2 separate regions of the Oryctolagus cuniculus genome follow, and region 2 is linked to region 1. Evidence: chromatin contacts called from public Micro-C data. All regions are on one chromosome and are shown on one strand. The core of a region is the stretch at or near the end of the contact, and the rest is flanking DNA. Distances in the headings are between cores, read along the strand shown.

The links. A called contact is a pair of places that touch in the nucleus more often than the background predicts.
Region 2: a contact with region 1 is called in a Micro-C map of ear pinna, with 4 times the contacts expected there. The contact joins the promoter of GM2A here to the enhancer-like site in region 1. A contact is called at or near these places in 3 of 6 Hi-C or Micro-C datasets (ear pinna, psoas muscle and an unstated tissue).

The regions. Positions count from the first base shown.
Region 1 is chr6:38,124,470-38,129,076 of mOryCun1.1, forward strand. No RefSeq gene overlaps it. Among named protein-coding and RNA genes, the nearest start is that of ZNF300, 7.3 kb to the left of the region's middle. Within about 2 kb of position 3,247, at least 6 of the 8 cell types and tissues checked have an H3K27ac peak or open chromatin away from gene starts, as enhancers often do. A contact at or near this core is called in ear pinna, where this site is marked.
Region 2 is chr6:38,335,862-38,340,421 of mOryCun1.1, forward strand. It overlaps GM2A (ganglioside GM2 activator), which reads left to right and starts at 2,181. Exons shown (of 4, transcript XM_002710320.5): 1 at 2,181-2,548. The coding sequence starts at 2,459.

The sequences.
Region 1 (4,607 bases), core at 1,997-4,496:
CCGGCTCCAGGAGACCCTGGCTATCCTGTGTGACCTTGTGGTTTTAAATCATGCCTTCAAGTTAGTTGCGGTCTTCCACGCAGAGCTAGCACAGGAGGGGGCTGAGCCCCTAAGGAGACGGACAGTCTCCAGGAGACACCCTATATCTCTGTGAGCCCCAAGCCAATATCTATGTGAACCCCACCTCCATCCACTGGGCACCCCCCCAATAGGATAACCCAATGAACAGACAGCAATGCCTTGAAAACCCGGACACTTCCTCAAAGCCAGTGTCCCGCTCGGGCACTCCGCCTGCTCTCCTCTCGGACCAGACACTCTTTCTATCACTTGCCAATCAAATAAAAGTTTCTTTTCTGTCTAATAAAAGTTTCTGCCTCTTTGCAGTTTGCTGGCTTTTTATTTCTATACTAAGATGAGGGAAAGAAGCCGCAAAACTCACTCCTACAACCAACCTCCCTCTGCGACAGGTAACAAGAGGCACTGTGCTGTGACACATGGGGCATGCTGACATAAAAGTGCCCCTGCCCCTCAGCGGGTCATTACCAGGTGCAAGGACAGACTTACACATAAATAACCGGATGACTGACCTCCCACTGCAATGGAGACATTGGCTCAGGAAGGCAGGATATTCTTAGGATAGTGAGGCTGGGCCTGCCTTGACGAAAGGGGTACAAGAACTGGGCTAAGGGCTTTCATGCATAATCTCATTAAAACATCCCCCATAGACCTGGAAAGTATGATACCATCTCCTACAGAGAAGAAAATTGGTGGTTAGAGACATTAAGAGGCTGGCTACTGGGGCTAGTGTTATACTACCGTGGGTAAAGCTGCCACTAGTGATACCAGAATCCTATGTCAGAGTGCCAGTTTGAGTCCTGGCTGCTCTGCTTCTGATCCAGCTTCCTGGTACTGTGCCTGGGAACGCTGCAGCAGATGGCCCAATTACTTGGGCCTCTACCACCCATGTGGGAGACCCAGATGGAATTGTGGGACCCTGGCTCAGACCTGGCTGTTGCAGCCATTTGGGGAGTGTACCAGTGGATGGAAAATCTCTCTCTCTCTTTTGATAGCTCTCTCTCCCTTGCAAATAAATAAATGAATCTTTAAAAAAGAAAGAAACTGGGGCCAGTGCTATGGTATAGCGAGTAAAGCCACTGCCTGCAATGCCAGCATCCTATATAGATGCTGGTTCAGGTCCTGGCTGCTCCACTTCTGATCCAGCTCTCTGCTATGGCCTGGGAAAGTGGTGGAAGATGGCCCAAGTCCTTGACCTGAAAGAAGCTCCAGGTTCCTGGCTTTGGATCGGCCCAGCCCCAGCCATTGTGGCCATTTTGGGAGTAAACCAGCAGATGGAAGTCAGTCAGTCTCTCTCTCTCTCTCCCTCCCTCCCTCCCTCCCCCTCTCTCCCCCTCTCTCACCCTCTCCCTCTGTAATTCTGCCTATTAAATAAATAAATCTTTTTAAAAAGAAAGAAACTGGCTACTTGTAGCAGAGCACTGGAACCCTGCACCCTTAATGTGAATCCAGCAGGCCCTTAGAGGCAGAGGTGGGAGAGAGACTTCCAGGAGAGAAAACACAGAAGGTTTTGGAGGTAATAAATACGTATTTGGTGATGGCAAGGGGGTCGTTGTGCCTGGAGAGTGAAAGAGAAGGAGTCTGAAGAGAGAACCCAGGAGGAGAAAGCTGTGCCAGGTGGGAGAGGCCTGTGAACAGCAAGCCAAGGAGATCCTGTTGCATTTTATATTCAGGGAGGAACCAACCAAAAGGAATGGCATTGTGTGGGCTTAATGAGGATTCCTGTGGGGCATTGCATAATGGAACAAGGAGACTGGTTGGGGGGTGTTAATCCTTGCTCACAGATAACTGGAGAAGGAATGAGAGCTGAAGGAAATGACTGAGATAAAATCCACCGCATTTGCATCTCATTAGATGTTGGGGAGAGGGCAACACTGTGATTAAGGTTTGGGCAGCTGGGAGAATGTGAGCGCGTGCACCAGGCAGGGAGAGGTGCTTCACTTTGCTTACACAGGGCGGGAATCTGATGGGACGTCTGGGAGGACATGGTAACGGAGAGAGCCGGCACATTCAGACCTGACAACCTGCATCTCCACCGCCAGCTCTGTGTCCTAGAGAAACTCCATCACAGGTGCACAAGACAGTTTACAAGAGACGTTCCTGGCAGCATTATCTGTGGCAGTGAAAGGCCTGGTGGGAGGAGGAGCCGGTTCATAAACCACTGTGCAGTGACTGCAAAGGAAGTGGACAAAAGGCACTGACACGGAAAGATCTCCAAGACAGGGAGTGGGCGAGAAAAGCAAGCAGTAGCACCATAATAGTGTATTGTATGACTTAAGGAAAAAGCAGACACACCAAACAAAAATGCTGCTGCATATATATTTTAAATGGTATGTGGGCAGGCATAGAGAAAATTCTGGAAGGATAAACACTACTAATTGTGCTAAAGGAGAAGAGTTGTGATAAAAATGAGGAGAGAAGGAATAGTTACATGGGATTTTAGCCATAGTTGTCAAGTTTTATTTCACAAGAAAGTAATCATATATTACTTATGTGAATATAAGTTCTCAAAACTGTTTCAAAAAGATAGATTTTATGGGAAGAGAGAATGGAGACAAGGACTGGATATCTGAGACTGTGGGTACGGCACTGTTACTGGGAACACTGGGAGAGGTTTCTGGAACCCAAGGTGGAGGGAGAGCCCACTGCACTCAGCAGCCCTGCAGACAGCGGCCAGCAGGATGGGTTCTGTGAGCCCAGCTGGCTTTCAACACCTTGCAATTACAGCCACGTTCCTGTGTCCTCAGGGTCACATGGCCCACCATTGCCTTGGCAGGGGATGCTGTTTGTTCTTTCTGAGTTGTAAGTATCCGGACTTCAGCCAGTGTTTGTGTTTGGAAATATTCCTCCTCTCCACAGTGGGATTCTTAGTGTTTTTATTCCACGCCTTCAAACTGCCTGTGCAATTCACTTCTTTCCGTTCCTGCTCCAGCAAACAGCTGCCTCCTCTCCTGTCTCCATTCCAGAAAATTCCCACTCTAGGTCACTTTTAAGAGCATTACCGTGGGGAGTGATGGGGCTCACAAAGTAGCACCCCAAGTGAAAGGCTCAGAAGCAAAGTCTCTCTCTGACCTCCTCCTGCCCTCTTGCCTCCTGCCTCCTTGTCTCTTACCCAAGCCAAGCCACAGACTAGAATTTCACTTCCTCAAGGCAGGCATAGAAACGAGAGCCCCTTTTCCCCAAAGCCAGGCACAAAGCTTAAAAATATACTCTCATTTCCCCTTGCCTTTCTGTCTCAGAGCTGGTCGTAAAGCAATTCTAACCTACCTTGTTGCATCATAGGTCATAAGACCCTCATTTCAGAAGGGGTCCTGCCCCACCCTAGGGAGGAAGGAGAGCTGCATAGAGAAACCAAGAAGAAACCCTTGCTGGGTTTCCCCACTCAACCTGTCAGCGCTAGATCACTCTCTCTGTGGCCAATCCCATCTCTACACGGTTGTCCACGCTTCATTGAACCTAAGCATGAAAACTGCTAACATACACTGGGTCTTTGAGTCTCCCATCTGAAGGCTGCTACGTCAGATAAAATTTGGATCAAAAAAAATTTCTTGACGCTTTTGTCTTGTTGACCTGTTGTAGGGGTGTCAGGTAAGACCCTCTATGAAGGACAGGATGGGGATCACCCCCTTTCCCACCCCTGCAGGGGCCTCCTGAAATTTCTCAGGGGACATTAGGCATGCATGTGGCTAATTCTGAATGAGCATACAGGTGGCAGGCCCTATGCTAACTTCAGAGAAGTATCTCAGTTGATCCTTCCGACAACCCCAGTAGGACAGTCCTATGGTAACTTTCATTCCACAACTGAAACTATGGTTGTCACCAAGGTTGCACAAACTGGGAAGTGGTGGACGACTCTGTGTCTTATTATGTGAGTCTGTCCTGTGATTGATGGGAGGGGGCATGGCAGAGCTGGACTAGGGGACAACTTCCCAGGTGTGCCAGAGGGTGGCCTTTATGGCCATTATCTCATTTGATTTCCCCACAGTGCTCTAATGATGGGGGTCATTAGGGAAAATGAGGAGTTGAGTCAAGCTCTGTAATTCCCTTAAAGTGGCCAACTCTGGGTTAAGGGCTTTTAGCACCCATTAACTCCCTGTGTGGCCTTGAGCCAGGCTGCAAGGCAGGGCGCAGGCTAACTCGCCATGGTCCTTTCTGGCCCAGCCCTCCAAGGATCAGCAAGTTCCTAGCAGCTGCTCCTCCCAGTCTGGAAATTCTTGGCCGGAACCCCCTGCTTTCCAAACCTGCCCATCCCAGGAGACAAGCTAAGTGGTGGAGGAGCCAGTTTCCTGAGTTAATAAACAGGCTGTTTATAGCTGGGAGCAGTCATGGGGCAGGCAGCCACAGGCCGGGAGGTCACACTGCTTCCGAAGGCTGCGGGTTTCTCGTAAACACCGGCCAGGGAGCCTCCTGGTGTGAGAGGGGCTGGAGAACCACTGCTCACGCTGGGCAGCGCCCCAGAGCCCCTGTACTGGCTGCCCGCCCCTCTCTCCAATCCTGCTTGCCGGTCACTGGTTCCCTTTCTTCTCTAGTGG
Region 2 (4,560 bases), core at 931-3,430, 210 kb after region 1:
CCCGAGCTCCGCCCGGCCTCCCGGCTGCACTCTCCTCCCGCACACAGCCATTCCCCTCAGCCCCTTCTGTCCAGGGACGCCACAGGGATCTCCAGACTGGCCACTTGGAGGCCCAGACCTGCGCGGTCAGAGAGCGCTGAGCCACTGGCCCTGGAGGCGACCAGGAAATGGTGCCATGCCCTGTATTTGGGGTCTTTCCTGTGGGGAGCATGAGAGTCTGCGAGGACCGAGGCAGAGGGTTTGTCTGCATCAGGACCATGCCATGCACAGCTGGCTGGGGTGTTCCTGACCCGGATGGGCATCAGCACCTCGCCAGCTCCTCTACCAACACCATGCTGCTCCGCCACTTGCCGCAGACTCAAGGCCAGGAACATTTGCTGGGGTCTGCGTGGCATGGCGTGGCATGGCGTGGCGTGGTGTGGCGGGGCGATCCCGTGGGTGCTATGGGAGGGCGGGGCTGCAGCTCAGGCTCCCAGCGGCCTGCAAACTGGCGAGGAGGCAGCATAGGTTCTCAGTTGTAACCACACAGAACGCATCGGCCTTTTCACCTTCTGGTGGACAAAAGCCAGACTTGTGCCTCATGAGAGTGTCTGTCCAATTCGACAGGCAAATAATGCCTGCCGGAGAATTCCAGGAGCTGGCCTGGAGACAGCCAGCTGAAGTTGCAAAGTAACTTGGGGCAGCTCAGTCAGCCCGACCAGAGCTTGGACTGTGACTAGGGCTGAGAGTCCCCACCGCGATGCCACCCAGCCCCTTCCCACCAGCCAGAGACCCCTGTGCAGCTGGCCCTGTCCCGTGATCCCATGATGGCAGTCAGGCAGTTAAATCTGTATTTCCTTATATAAATTTCAGTTCTCTCTCCTTATGGGAAAGGGTGCATGAGGCCCAGGCAATAGCATGCCACCTTCCCCAATGGCTAGCAGCCTGCACAGACTTGTCTGTTTGCTTCCAGTCCTTGTCCCCTGAATTACTAGGTTCTCTTGTGAGAAGTACCACACTTGGGTTCCATAACAGTACCTATTGTGATGTTAGCAACAGGGGAGACTGGAGGAGTTCTGTACTACTTTTGAGACTTTTCTATATAAACCTAAAACTAATTCAAAAATTAAAAGTTTGTTTTAAAAAAAGATGATTACAGGGCTGGCGTTGTGGTGTAGTGGGTTAAGCCTCGCCTTGCAGTGCCAGCATCCCATATGGGTGCTGGTTCAAGTCCTGGCTGCTCCTCTTCTGATCTAGCTCTCTGCTATGGCCTGGGAAAGTGGTGGAAGATGGCCCAAGTGCTTGGGTCCCTGCATCCGTGTGGGAGACCCAAAAGAAGCTCCTGGCTTTGGATCAGCTCAGCTCTAGCTGTTGCGGCCATTTGGGGAGTCTCTCCCTCTCTCTCTCTGTAATTCTACCTCTCAAATAAATAGATAAAATCTTTCTAAAAATAAAGATGAATAGATGAGTTTTAAATTCTGCTCACACATTCATTTGTTCACAGCCATTGGGTGCCTGCTACATGCCCAACACTGGGAATCTGTTAGTGACACAAGTCCGCGGACTGGTGGTAACTCGGTACAAATGCTATTCCCTTAAAAACACAATCCAGCCTCAGCTAACGCAGTCACCTAACCAAGTGCCGGCTGATGGTGTGTAGAATCTCGGCCTTGCTCTACCTTCTCCCAGCTGCGTGGCCCTGGTAGAGCTATCACTGTGTATCAGATGCCTAGTGCTAACACAGGGCAAAACAACCTGGGTTCTTTCAAAAGACAGTACTTACGGTTAGCTATAGTAATAACTATAAGGCAGCGATTCCTCACATGGATGAGGAAGCTAATGTCAACACGCGGCTGACATTTCTGTCAAGAAAGACTTGGTTGCGCAAACACTGAATTCGTGGGTTCCTAGAAGTGCTTACCGCGGTCACGGTCGATGAGCGAGACTCGGAAAACGCCGTTCGGCTCCTTCCTGGTCCGGCGCTCCGCCCCGCCCCTCCTCGGCGCTCAGCTCCGCCCCTCCTCGGCGCTCAGCTCCGCCTCTCCCCGGCGCTCAGCTCCGCCCCTCCCCGGCGCTCAGCTCCGCCCCTCCCTGGGGCTCCGCCCCGCCCCTCCTCGGCGCTCAGCTCCGCCCCTCCCCGGAGCTCAGCCCAGCCCCCCCGCCAGGGGCTCTTCTCCCTCCCTGGCCTTACCGAGCCCCGCCCCTTCTCGGCGCTCCCCGCCTCTCTCCGCCCTTTCCCCACCCTCCGCCCAGGAGGAGGACCTGGATTCCCAAGCTGGGAGGGCCTCAAGGAGGCGGAGCCGGGAGACTCCCGTCCCATTCCGGGCTGGACCGGGAGGGGCGGGGCGACCCCGCGAGTGGCTGGGCTCTGCTTTGCATAGCAATGCCCAGCTTTGCATCATCAGTGCAGGCAGGCATTTAAAGACGCAGCCGCCGCGGCAGACTGTGCAGTGAGCGTGGCGTGGAACCGCCCTTCGCGATGCACTCTCCGATGCAGGTTGCTCTCCTGGTCGCCTTGGGCTTGCTCCTCGCCCACCCCGCGTCCCCTGCGCACCTTCTCCAGAACCAGGTGAGTGCCTCCTGCTTTAGGAGTTTAATGGCAGCCTGCCCGCCCCCGGGTGTGTGCGGCTCCGAGTGGGATGAAGGGGTGGCCACTGTTCCTAGAGTTGCTTCTCCGCCGTCGGGGCCCCAAACCGCTAATTCTGGGACTCTTGGTCCTTCAGCTGACCTCCAAGGCCCTGTTCAGCCCCCCGGCTCGTTTGCAGGGGTTCATCTCACTTCTGCTCTCCTGCTCTTTTCTGAGCGCAAAACGAAGGCGCCAATCCCAGGCCCAGAGATTCTGCCCCGTTGCCCTGCTCCCTGCTCGCCTCCCACGCCGTGACTTCAAGTCACTCCAGGATAAGGCCTGGCACCCCGTCCCTCCGCCTGTTCCAGTGCTCCGGGTTTTCCTGAGGGGTGGGTGGGTTTGAGAGCCGTGCAGGCCAGAGGGTCCACGCTGGCCCATCTGGTGACAAAGATCCGGCCCTGAGACCCCTCTGCTCCTTGTGGTGAGACACCAAGAGGCCAACCCCAACTCCACATCCCGCCTCTCGCCCCCCCCCCACCCCTTCCAGCTTCCCTGTTCACTCCACAGCACCTCATGCTGCAGACCCCTGGGAGAGGGAAGTGCTATCATTTTGAGAACTAAGCAGCTCACTCCCACGTCCTCTTTGCTGCATAGCTGGGCAAGACACATCTCTGGAGCAGAGGAGTCTGCTCTAGATCGCTTCCCTCCCTATACCCTGGGAAGCTTTGAGAGCTAGGAACAGTGCCAGATGTGCGACTCTTTCTCTGCCCCAGTCCATGGAATGCATGCACCTTGCTCTCCTCAGTAAGATGGGTGTGATGCCAACCGGCTTCTTGGAGAGTTGTGAATGAAGGCAGAGGCTTTCGTGAATGAGAGAGCTCTAAAATTGCAAGTGAAGTGATAGCAGCCAGCAGGCTTGGCCTCACCGTGCCTGGGTGGCAGGCTGTCTGTTCTGCCTACTTAATGAAGGAGCAGGGGCCTGAGTGTGGGTTGAGCTTGTTTGTCTTGGCTCCAGGTCAGTCCACTATGAGGTAGGGTTTGCATGCAAGCCCTGCACTTGCTCCTCTGTGACCTGGCTACGGATGCCTTGGCACACTAGAGGGTCCCCTGCTGGCAGTTTAAGAGAGGTACTGGATGGCCGGCGCCGCGGCTCAATAGGCTAATCCTCCACCTAGCGGTGCTAGCACACTGGCTTCTAGTCCAGGTCGGGGCGCCGGATTCTTTCCCGGTTGCCCCTCTTCCAGGCCAGCTCTCTGCTGTGGCCAGGCAAGGCAGTAGAGAATGGCTCAAGTGCTTGGGCCCTGCACCCCATGGGAGACCAGGAGAAGCACCTGGCTCCTGCCTTCGGGTCAGCGCGGTGCACCGGCCGCAGCGCGCCAGCTGTGGCGGCCATTGGAGGGTGAACCAACGGCAAAAGGAAGACCTTTATCTCTCTCTCTCACTATCCACTCTGCCTGTCAAAAAAAAAAAAAAAAAAAAAGAGAGAGAGAGAGAGAGGTACTGGAGACCCCCACCTCACCCAGGCCCATGGGAACTCAACCAAGCTTCCATAGGAAGTGGCACTTTCTATCCTTGTCTGTTGTAACCTGTAGTCTTCTCTGGGCTCACATGATTCAGAGCCCTGATCCTGAGACTGTGGGTAGGTGTTAGAGTTTGAGCATCCGGGAACCTGGATCCTCTTCTAGCTTTTTTTTTTTTTTTTTTTTTTTTTAAGGGGAGAGAGAGAGAGAGAGAGAGGTCTATCATCTGGTATTCCACTCCCCAAATGGCTGCAATGGCCCGAGCTGAACCAATCTGAAGCCAGGAGCCAGGAGCTTCTTCTAGGTCTCCCACGTGGGTGCAGGGGCCCAAGGACTTGGGCCATCCTTCACTACTTTCCCAGGTGTGTTGTTAAGGAGCTAGATCAGAAGTGGAGCAGCCGGGACTTGAACTGGCATCATATGGGATGCTGGTGCTGTAGGCTGGGGTTTTAACCATCTGCTAGCTTTAACCGGACTTGTGGCTCGGGCCTGAGT